2 separate regions of the Ovis aries genome follow, and region 1 is linked to region 2. The links are chromatin contacts, called in public Hi-C maps. All regions are on one chromosome and are shown on one strand. Each heading gives the region's core, a stretch centred on a gene start, on an enhancer-like site or on the middle of the called end of the contact. The rest is flanking DNA. Distances are from core to core; before and after follow the strand shown.

Evidence for each region. Hi-C and Micro-C count contacts between places; a contact is called where the count stands out from the background.
Region 1: a Hi-C map of blood shows a contact between it and region 2, with 1.9 times the contacts expected there. The contact joins two enhancer-like sites. A contact is called at or near these places in 3 of 16 Hi-C or Micro-C datasets (blood and hypothalamus).

What each region holds. Positions count from the first base shown.
Region 1 is chr13:81,382,352-81,387,291 of ARS-UI_Ramb_v3.0, forward strand. LOC132657592 (a long non-coding RNA gene) reads right to left here. Exons shown (of 2, transcript XR_009595998.1): 1 at 2,006-4,940; 2 at 1-1,461. Among named protein-coding and RNA genes, the nearest start is that of BCAS1, 170 kb to the right of the region's middle. Within about 2 kb of position 3,395, at least 32 of the 54 cell types and tissues checked have an H3K27ac peak or open chromatin away from gene starts, as enhancers often do.
Region 2 is chr13:81,282,158-81,286,908 of ARS-UI_Ramb_v3.0, forward strand. No RefSeq gene overlaps it. Among named protein-coding and RNA genes, the nearest start is that of ZNF217, 130 kb to the left of the region's middle. Within about 2 kb of position 1,949, at least 22 of the 54 cell types and tissues checked have an H3K27ac peak or open chromatin away from gene starts, as enhancers often do.

The DNA of each region.
Region 1 (4,940 bases), core at 2,145-4,644, 100 kb after region 2:
GGAGGAGCAGGTGGCAGAGTCAGACACGACTGAGCGTGCAGGCACGCGTCTCGGTTGCCGTCCCTTCCGAGGAGCTGGGCGTCTCTTCATGTCGTCTCTGTCAGTGTCAGTCCTTCTTTTTCCTGGGTCGTCACGTCACCTGTTCCTCTTTAGTGGGTGGTGATGATTAATTCTGCGTGTCAGCATGATCACGGGTTGCCCAGATACTGGTTCCATGCTGTTTCTGGGAATGGCTGTGAAGGTGTTTCCAGATGAGACGAGCACTGGGTTGGTAGACTCAATGAAGCAGCGTGGCCCCCTAGTCTGGGCGCACCGCATCCAGTCCCTGGAGTGGCTGAACAGAACAGGACAGCAGAGGAGGAGAGTCTGGCTCTTCCTGACTCCTGGCGTAAGCGGGGACGCTGACCTTCCTGCCCCGAGTCCTCTTGTTTCTCAGGCCTTTGGACTCAGCCTGGAACCATACCCCTGGCTCTCCTGGGCTGCCAGCTTCTAGACAGAGAATCATGCAACCTTTCAGTCTCCATAACTGCATGAGTCAATTTCCTTATGATAAATCTCTTCCTATACACCCATATCCTATTGATTCTATTTTTCTGGAGGATCATGATTAATAGAATGATTTAAAAACCCAATAGCCTAGTGAATACTTTTCTTCAAAATTCTCTCTTGCTTTCCCTGGGACCCCACTTACCCCTGGACAGAGCACGCACCAGAATTCCAAGGTCAAGTTGCATCACGTATAATAAGAGGTGAACTGATAAGTGGGAAATGCACCAAATGTGACCCTCCTGTGTGTCTTCACACACAGTTGCTGTTTGTTGAGTACGAGGGTTTACTTCCTTCTCAGGTGGTGCTGGTGGCACAGAATTCACTTGTCAGTGCAGGAGACTTGAGACGCAGGTTTGATCCCTGGGTCCAGAAGATGCCCTGGAGGAGGAAACGACAGCCAACTCCAGTATTCTTGCTGGAGAATTCTGTCCGTGGAGAATCCCCATGGACAGAGGCGCCTGCTGGGCTTCAGTCCTCGGGGTCGCCAAGAGTAGGACACGACTGAAGTGACTGCGCACATAGGACGTGTAGCAGGGTGCCTGCTTCTCTGGTCCTGCAAGTGTGTGCGTGTCGAGTCTTTATGTGGGACCAGCCAGCACTGCTGACCTCTTTTTGTATCCTGGCGCCCAGTACATGCAGGCGTTGAATTTGGTAAATGTATGGCAATTGCATCAGGGCATAATAGCTCTATTTGCTTTATAGAAATTCTGGAGCACTGTAAGTCTTGCATGCTTCTACATCAAAGCTCTCAAGGCAGTTACGGGGTGTGGCGGTGCACACAGCTCCTAACACTGCCGAGCGCACCTCGGAGGCCTCCAGGCAAGGCACTGCCTCCGGGTGTGCTGTGTGGCTGCTTCCCCGGCGGTGGAAATGAAATAGCTCTCTCAGCTGATGCTCAAGGAAGATGCACGCCTGGAAAATGACCAACAGAGAAGAGAGTGTAGACAAGTAAATCAACAGTTCAATGAAGATAAGATAAAAAATATAAGATAAGTGAACTCAAGCCAGCTTTCAGAACCTTACATTTTCCTTTCATCCTCTCTTTATTCAATAACTGCACAATTACAACTTGCGTAACTGATTTTATGTACCTATTGATCTATAAGTAGCTGCAGTATATAATGTAGATGAGGGCGGGGACAGTCATGGTTAGACAAACATGTTCTGACATATTAATAGAAGGAACTTTGTAAATACAGTCCAAATTCAGATTTCACCGATGCTGGTTTTTCCTGACCCAGGCGAACTCAGTGGTGTGAATTTTAACAATAACTGCCTTTCACCGAGAGTCTCACACACACCACGCTTTGGGGTGAGATGTCGCTCTGCTCCTTTTAACCCGCGTGACAGCACCGTGCAGAAGGGAACACAGAGACGCAGGCAGGAGCGTGAGCCTGTGCTTGAACTTAACATGCTTCACTAGAAGATCAGGCTGTACTGAAAGTTGGCTACCCACCTGTGTACACTGAGCGCCAGCCGAGGACGAGCAGGGGTGGCATACAGATATCCACGTGACGTCGCCTCTTAGCTCTGGTGCCGGGACTAGCACGCCAGAGCACCAGTGTGGGAAGCCGCCCTGCAGATGCTCGTGCGGCTCCCTGCCGTCCTGCCTCCCTTCGCTTACGCGGCGCGGAGCCTCTTTCATTAGGTGACTAGGTCAGGGGTGGTGAGCGTTCGCCCGGGGTTGTCAGGTACCTCTGGTTTGGAAATGGCCTCTCTCAGAACCAGGAGTGAGACCCAGAGATGACATCTTACAAGCTGGTGATAAGGCCTTCAAGAAGCTTCCACGGCGAGAAGGGCTGCTTATGTGTGATTTTTTTTCAAGCAGTATCTGCAGATTCTGCAGATAAGTTGTCTCGTTTCTGTCTGTGGTGTGCCTTGTACGGGCACCCTGTACGGGCACTCTGATTGAATCATGACTGTTTGCTCTCCTTGGCTATAAATCAGGGCACCAAGGGCCTCTGAATCAAGTCCGGCCATTGTCCACACAGAGCTCATTAATGCTCTTTTGGTTGAAACTTGAAGTAAAGAACAACCATTAGGTAACTGCAATGTCAAGGGAGACATTTGTTTTGAAAAGTCTCGAAAACAGCCTTATTTAAAAAAAAAGAAAAACCAAACCTTCTAGGGCATTTCTTTTTTGAAAAAAGTAAGTTGAGTATCTTGGTTTAAAAAAAAAAAAAAAGAGGAGGAGCGTTTCTGCCTTTCCAGTTAAGAGCAATCTTTAAAAGTCATCCAAGAAAAAAAAAAGTTGGCTCTGTTTTCTGAATCGCTGGTTGGGAGAACAAAAGCAGCAAGGGAAAGTTTGACTTGACTTCCTCTACAATTTGTTTATATCATCGGAGCAGAAAGACTCTCAGAGCTCAGCTCGCCACTTCCTGAATCAAGAGAGAAAAATGCCCCGAGTGTTGGATTCATTGAGAAGAGCTAAGCGATCAAGACAGAAATCCTGCCCGACTGGAGGAGCCCAGGGGGGCACAGGAAGAACCTCTCTTGGTTCAGCACTGGCCTGACAGGATAACTGCAGGGTCCCCCAGTGCCTCCCAGTGGCCGCAGAGAGGCAGCCTGGTGGAAGGTGCAGGCCTTCCTGGCTGGTTGCTATGGAGCCGACTTCCTCTGAGACAGAACTGTCAGTCGGTCCAGTTCAGAGACAGCAGTTGGCAACAGTGGAAGAGCGTTGAAATGAGAAATATTTACTTGGGGGGAAAAATGTCCAAGTCAGATGTACCTGAGAATGATAAGGTTCTGTTTACTTCTCCAGGTAGTAGCCGGGAAACAGTCAAACCAGTTAGGTAGGACATTGTCTTTTTTTGGTCAGGTATGTATTGAATCCCTGGCAGCCAACTTCAGACAGTGTTGGGAGAGAGGATTTCTTTCTCTCTTAAGTTCTCCTGGGCAGAGTGCCTGTGTTCCCTACACACCTACACACACACACACACACACCTACACACACACACACACACACACACACACTCTTTTTAGAAGAACCAGTTCGAGGCCGGCTGAGCTCATTCAATTCCGGCTGCGAGTTTCCTGCCGCCTTGTAGGCTGGAGTGGGGACTGAGAATTTAGATGAAAACGTCAGGCTGCTCTCCTCTCGAAGAGCTCTCCCCGGTGTGGTTTTCCAGCTCGCCTCTCTGTAACTCATTCGGTTGAGAGAGAAATTTGAAATCAGTGGGTGAAAGGGCTGAGAGAGAGAACACAGTTGAGCAGTGGCTGTGCTTGGCTGAGCACCCCAACGGCGGACTACTGCGTTGGCCTTTGGAACGCTGGAGGGGATTCCAACACACGCAGACAGTAACAGAGACACAGAGAGAAGGCAGACAGAATGGGAGGGTAAAGAAGGCTTCCTGTCCTCTGAAAGGCTGGCTCAGCCTTCCTGACGTGCATTTCCACAGGCAGCTCAGAAGCAGGAGAATATGCCAGGTAATGAGGCTGGAAGCCGTCTGAATAACGAATAGTAAAACGAGCAGTGATTTCAAACCTCACAGGTCATTATTGGTAGTTTTTCTTCCCATTTGGAGGGTGGGTTTCAGTCAGTTCTCTTGTCTTATTCCTGCTTCCCGCCAAGCTGCTGCTGTTTGGGAAAAAAAAAAAAAACTTGGGTCATCGTTTGAGAGCTTCAAACACCTTAGGGTGCGGTTAGCTTCCTCTTGAATTCCTCTGGCGGTTGGTGAGCTATGTGTCCAAGGTCCTTTCTGTAAGTGGGGCTGAAGAAACGAAATCTTCTGAGTGTTAAGAAACAACAGCCATGTTTTAACAGCACTAGAAAATTTGGGAGTTGCATTCTTCTCGTCTGTTCTGTTCAATTCTGTTTTATTGGCATCTGAACATTCAAAAAATAAAGGGCTATTATATAAAAAGGACACTTGGATATTATTCTTAAAGGTTCCCTTGTACTTTCATAGAATGTTTACAAGGTTACTAAGTATGCTTTCTCATCAGTGTATTTTAAATGGCTTGACTATTACTCCCACATTCATTTGAGAATCATTGAAACTGCTTGAATGGAATGAGGATATCCTTTGTTCCCCATTGATTTGGAAACAAAGAGGCAGAAAGAAGTTTACTTTGCTGCTGAATGCCATATGCAGATGAATGTATCATCCATTAAATTAAACCAGGATCTGAAGACTTTTTCAAGTCTTAGAAAGAATGCTCAGACAGCTCTAGTACATGTTAGAATTCGCCCTCCAGTTTTCATTTACTCCATTGTGTTTGGGTCTAACATGGCGTTATTGAAGTCACACACCCAAGTCTTCAGGAATAAGAAAGTGTAATCAGGAGAATAAGTTAGTAAGTAAGTGTGTTCAGTCGTGTCCAACTCTTTGCAACCCCATGAATTGTAACCTGCCAGGCTCCTGTGTCCATGGGATTTCCCAGGTAAGAAT
Region 2 (4,751 bases), core at 699-3,198:
TCCTTATTTGTATTTCTCTCATTTGTATAAATTTGGCTTCTCGACTTGACCCCTCCCTCCCAAATAAAATAATAAGGTCACGACTTACATGTTGAAAATTTCCAAACAACTGTTGGGAAGCAAGAAGGGACCTTTCAAACAGAACATCACAGAAGCAAGACAAAACTGGCCCAGAAAAGAGAAAAAAACAAAAACAAAACCTAAGGTGCTGAAAGTTGGATAAGTTGTAAACTTGCCTGAAAAGTGTTCATGCAGAAATGACTAGGGCTGCCATTTGACCTTCAGTGTTTGTTATCAGTCCCCAGAAACCAGATCATGTCCGTTGGCAAAACATGGTTACTTCGGAAGGTGAACTGCCGTGTAAGCGCCTGGAAACTGGGACCCACATAGAGACTTAGAGCTCTGCTTTCAAGAGTGCTTTCCCCCACTCCATCTTTGCACACGCCTAGTGCAGAACGTGTAGGAGGTCTTCCTGGGGCTGACTGAGAGGGGAGAGCGTGTTTCCAAGGGGTCGCCCCCGAGGCCGCTCTCAACTATGACTTCAGCAGACGCCCCTGTCCAGGATGGCCGTGTCACAGAAGACAGCAGCCGGCCAGTCAGGGCTTCATCATGGAGTCACTTCTTTCTTGTGAATGGAGTCCTCGGCGTGCCGCTCCACAGCACAAGGCAGGGAAGGGCGTGCGAGAAGGCCTCCTGGGCACAAGCCCGGGCTTTTCTGGGCCCTGCGCCTCCAGCTCCCTGAGGACAGAGGCTCCTGGGCCTCCAGGTGGGCCCTGGGGCAAAGACCCCAAGCGGGCCCCTAGGAAAGCCACGTGCAGCGGTCCCAGCACGTAGCGCATAGGGGACGGGGAGAAACCCCAGCGTCAGTGATAACGGCAACCTCCCGTTGCTAAGGAGGCAGAAGGCAGGGATCTACCGTGAGGGCTCGTGGGAGTTTGGTTTCCCCGGGAAGACAGGGCCCACGTTTCTCCTGTACTGTGGGTAGTTGACTATTTCCTTCTCTTTTTCTCTCATGTTATTATTTTTTTTTAAATTTAAAAACAGAAGCAATATGTCATCTCTCTGAAAGATTCAAGCAGTATAAATTTCAGGTGAAAGACTCGAAGTGCCTCACTCCCTTTGCTCTCGCTTACAGCTCAAGGTCTCGATCGAAACAGCTAACGACCGCTTCTAGCACATCCTTCCAGACGCGTTTCATAAATATGTACGTGTGTGAGTGTATGTGCCAGTGTGTGTGTGTGTGTACACACGGGCACACGCTGTTTGTTTTAAATATGCCACTGGAACCATATTTATAGACACTCCTATACAACTTAGTTTTGGTTTTTTAAACTTATCTATCAGCCTTTTTCTAAGTCTACATGCATTTTTTTTTTAATTAGCTATTTGTTTTTGAGAAAAATGAGGTTATACGTGCTCCTAGGATGGGGGTGGAGAGGATTCAAATCAAAGGGCTTGTGGGGAAGTTGGGCCTCGTCCCTCCCCCGCCGACAATCGCTGTGAGGTTTTCGTGTGTCAGGAACCCTCTCAGCATAGAGCAGCATACACACCTATCAAACACTCACACTGATCGGTCTTCACCCATCTCTTGGAGAGTGGTCCATGTTAGAAACACTGACATCTAACTAATGATTGTTTAAAATTTTCTTGGGGTGTATTGCTCTACAGTGTTGCTGGTTTACTGCTCAGCAGAGTGGGTCAGCTGCAGGCACACATCCATCCCCTTTGGGCTTCTTTCCCATCTGTGTCGCCCCAGGGCACGGAGCAGAGTCCCCGGTGCTGGCCGGTAGGCTCTCACCATTACCCGCTTTATGCAGAGGGTCACTGGAGTAGGTAGGGAAAATGGGCGTTTTCAGCGTGGCGCGGCGCCTCTTGGAGGGGCTGGGCTTGGCGCCCTCCCCTCGCCCTCTGGGCGGGCTGTGGGCGGCTCTCAGGCGCCCTCTGGCCTCCTGGCCACTCCGCCTCTCTGCTCACACACACTCACCTGCTGAGGGCAGCCCCTCTGCTCCACACTGTCCCCCAGCTGCCTGCATCTGAAGAACTGACTGGATTAACTTTTAAAAGAGGTTTAAAGCAGAGTGTCATGAACCCATTAAAGGTCCATTATTTTAATGCGCCCCTCCCTGAGGTTTTTAACCTCTCCTCTGGCTTGAGAGTGAGACACTCAACAAAAAGAAAAAAAAAGTCATGTTTCTCCCCCGCCCCTGCCCCTACCAATCCAGAAGGAAGCCACACCGAGCTCACGCTTGCGCGTCGTGCACCTATTACAAACGCAGGCTTCATACTAATTCCCCCTGTTTATCCCTTGTATCTTGGGCTCAGAGAAAGATCGCAGCTCACTCTTACAACTTACGTGCAGCTCCCTGCTCTTTTTTTTTTGGTGCAAGAATGACGGCAACAGGGATTTAGAACAATGTGTGTCCTTGGAAATAAGTGGGTGGGATCTTAGGTTGCAAAATTGGTAGGTTGGTGAGGGACCCCCCCCCCCTCGGGGGAGGAGTCGGCTTTCATTATCCAGTCAGAAGCCTGGTGAAATCATGGATATGATTGAATCTTTCGTTCACCTAGTGAGGTCTTTTTGTTCTTTGTCTTTGAGGTGTGTGCTGCAAATTTCTGTGACGCCTGGGAGGAAGGAAACTTGAGTTAAAGGGCCGGGCAGCTGCACATGACTTGTAACAAGCCAGCTAATTGAAAAATTTAATTCAGGAAGAGATGCAACGAGGCCGGAGCGAAAGAGGAACCGGGCCTGTTGATGTCCAGAGCAGGAAAGCCGAAGAAGTTGTCATCCCTGAGTTAAAAAATTACATGGGGCTTGGAAAATATATCACCTGCTGTATTTGTCATTGAAAGTCACAATCTTGTTTGCTGTTTATCTTGAGGCTTGGGGAGCTTGCCTGCTGGTTAGGAGAAAAAGAGGCGAGTTTCTAGGGGAAAAACGCTAGTAATAAGAAAGGGAGGATTAGAAGCCCCAGAAAGAATGGGAGGTGTAAATAATATGTGGGCATTTGGCGATCAGCACAAAAGAACGAGAGACAAAGCCCAGCCCGATGCCGGAAATCCTAAAAACTTAGAAGGGAAATCCGGATATAAGAAAGCATCCCAAAGGAAAAAAGAAAACAAAAGTCCCTGGAGACCTTTTTCCTCTGTGATGATGTTGGTTCCTGGAGTAAATAAAGCTTGGTTCTGCCATGGTGCTCGTGTGAGCAGCTCTGCAGTCAGAGGCACCAGCTTCACGATATGCCTTCAAGGCCTCATCAGGCCCGCTCTGGCTTTTGGACAAAATGGGTAAACTTGGGGAACAGAGTTTTCCTCCAAAAAAGAGTCGCGATTTGAGGGCAGGAGGAGTGTTTGGTGGGGGGAGAATTACCCCTCTCCCCAGAGAGGCTGATCTGTTTGGGTCACCTACCCACCTCTGTTCCTCTTTTTTTTCCTCCTCGGACTTACCTTGAATGGAATTGCCTAAAGACAGAAAAGGCATTTTTAGCCAGAAGCTAAGTTAGGACCAAGTTAAACTGGCTGGACGAGGGGACTCGCTTCCAGACGCCTTTTAAATGCATGCCTTGGGCGGATTGCTATCTCACTGTGAGAAGAGAGAAGAGGCAGCAGAGGCAGCAGTCAAGGAGCCTTAGGTGGAAGGATTTATACCTGGATCCACTTTGTCCTCTGAGCCAGTAAGTGGTATAGTTATGTCTGTTTGACAGATAAATGGAGACTGAGAGTCAGACTATCTCCAGGAGATGGTGAAGGACAGGAAGTCTGGTGTGCTGCAGTCCGTGGGGTCACAGAGAGTCAGACACGACTGAGCAACTGAACAAGAACAGCCAGATCACAGCTAGAAAATCGTGGAGATGAAACGGAATTCTAGCTCAGCGGTTGCTAATTACAGCCTGATGGACAAATCCAGCTCCAGATCTGTTTTCGTAAATAAAGTTTTATTGGAACACAGCCACGGTCACTTAGTAATGTATTGTCTGTGCCTATTTTTGAGCTACAATGGCAGAGACACTATGGCTTGAGAAGTCTACAATATTTATTATTAACTCTTATTCCTTTACAGAAAAAATTTGCAGATCAGATCACCTAAGCCCATGCTCTTAAACCCATATATTTGCTTCTGCTCCAAAAATGCCTTTTTAATGTGCTGCTTAACAGAAAAAATGACTATCAAATGTCAGAAATAATAATAATTGGAGAAAAAAGAAAAGAAAAAAAAATTATTGGAAAACTGAATCTGTTAGGATCCAAGGAAGATGTAAAACAAGTGAAAACAAACTTTTCTCCTTTTTCCCTTTTTTTAATCTCAAAATTTGGAAGCATTTTTATCCTAAATTTAGAACAAACTAAAAATCTTCATTGCTTTATCAACTTTATCAAAACTGCATACAAATACTTTTCTAAAAAGCCAAACTCCTAGAGTAATTTCCAAAAAAACACATCTATTTTCCACGAGACTTAAAATTATTGCTTTTGTATGTTATTTTCAAAACTGCAAGAAAAATAAGTTGTTGAAGTGAGAAGCTACCAGATTTGAATCTGATGTTTATCCCATGATAGTTATATACAAACTCTCATCATTTGGAGCTTTGTTTATAAATGTGAAAATTCTGTAACCAAAGAAGAATGAACCCCAAGGACAGTTGGAGTTTCTTACCCAACAGTTATTTTTTTCTATGATTGCCTACTAACGGAAGCTGGAGATCTTGGAAACTGATCTGGTTACCATGTGACTGTTTTGATGTTGTAACAGTGGC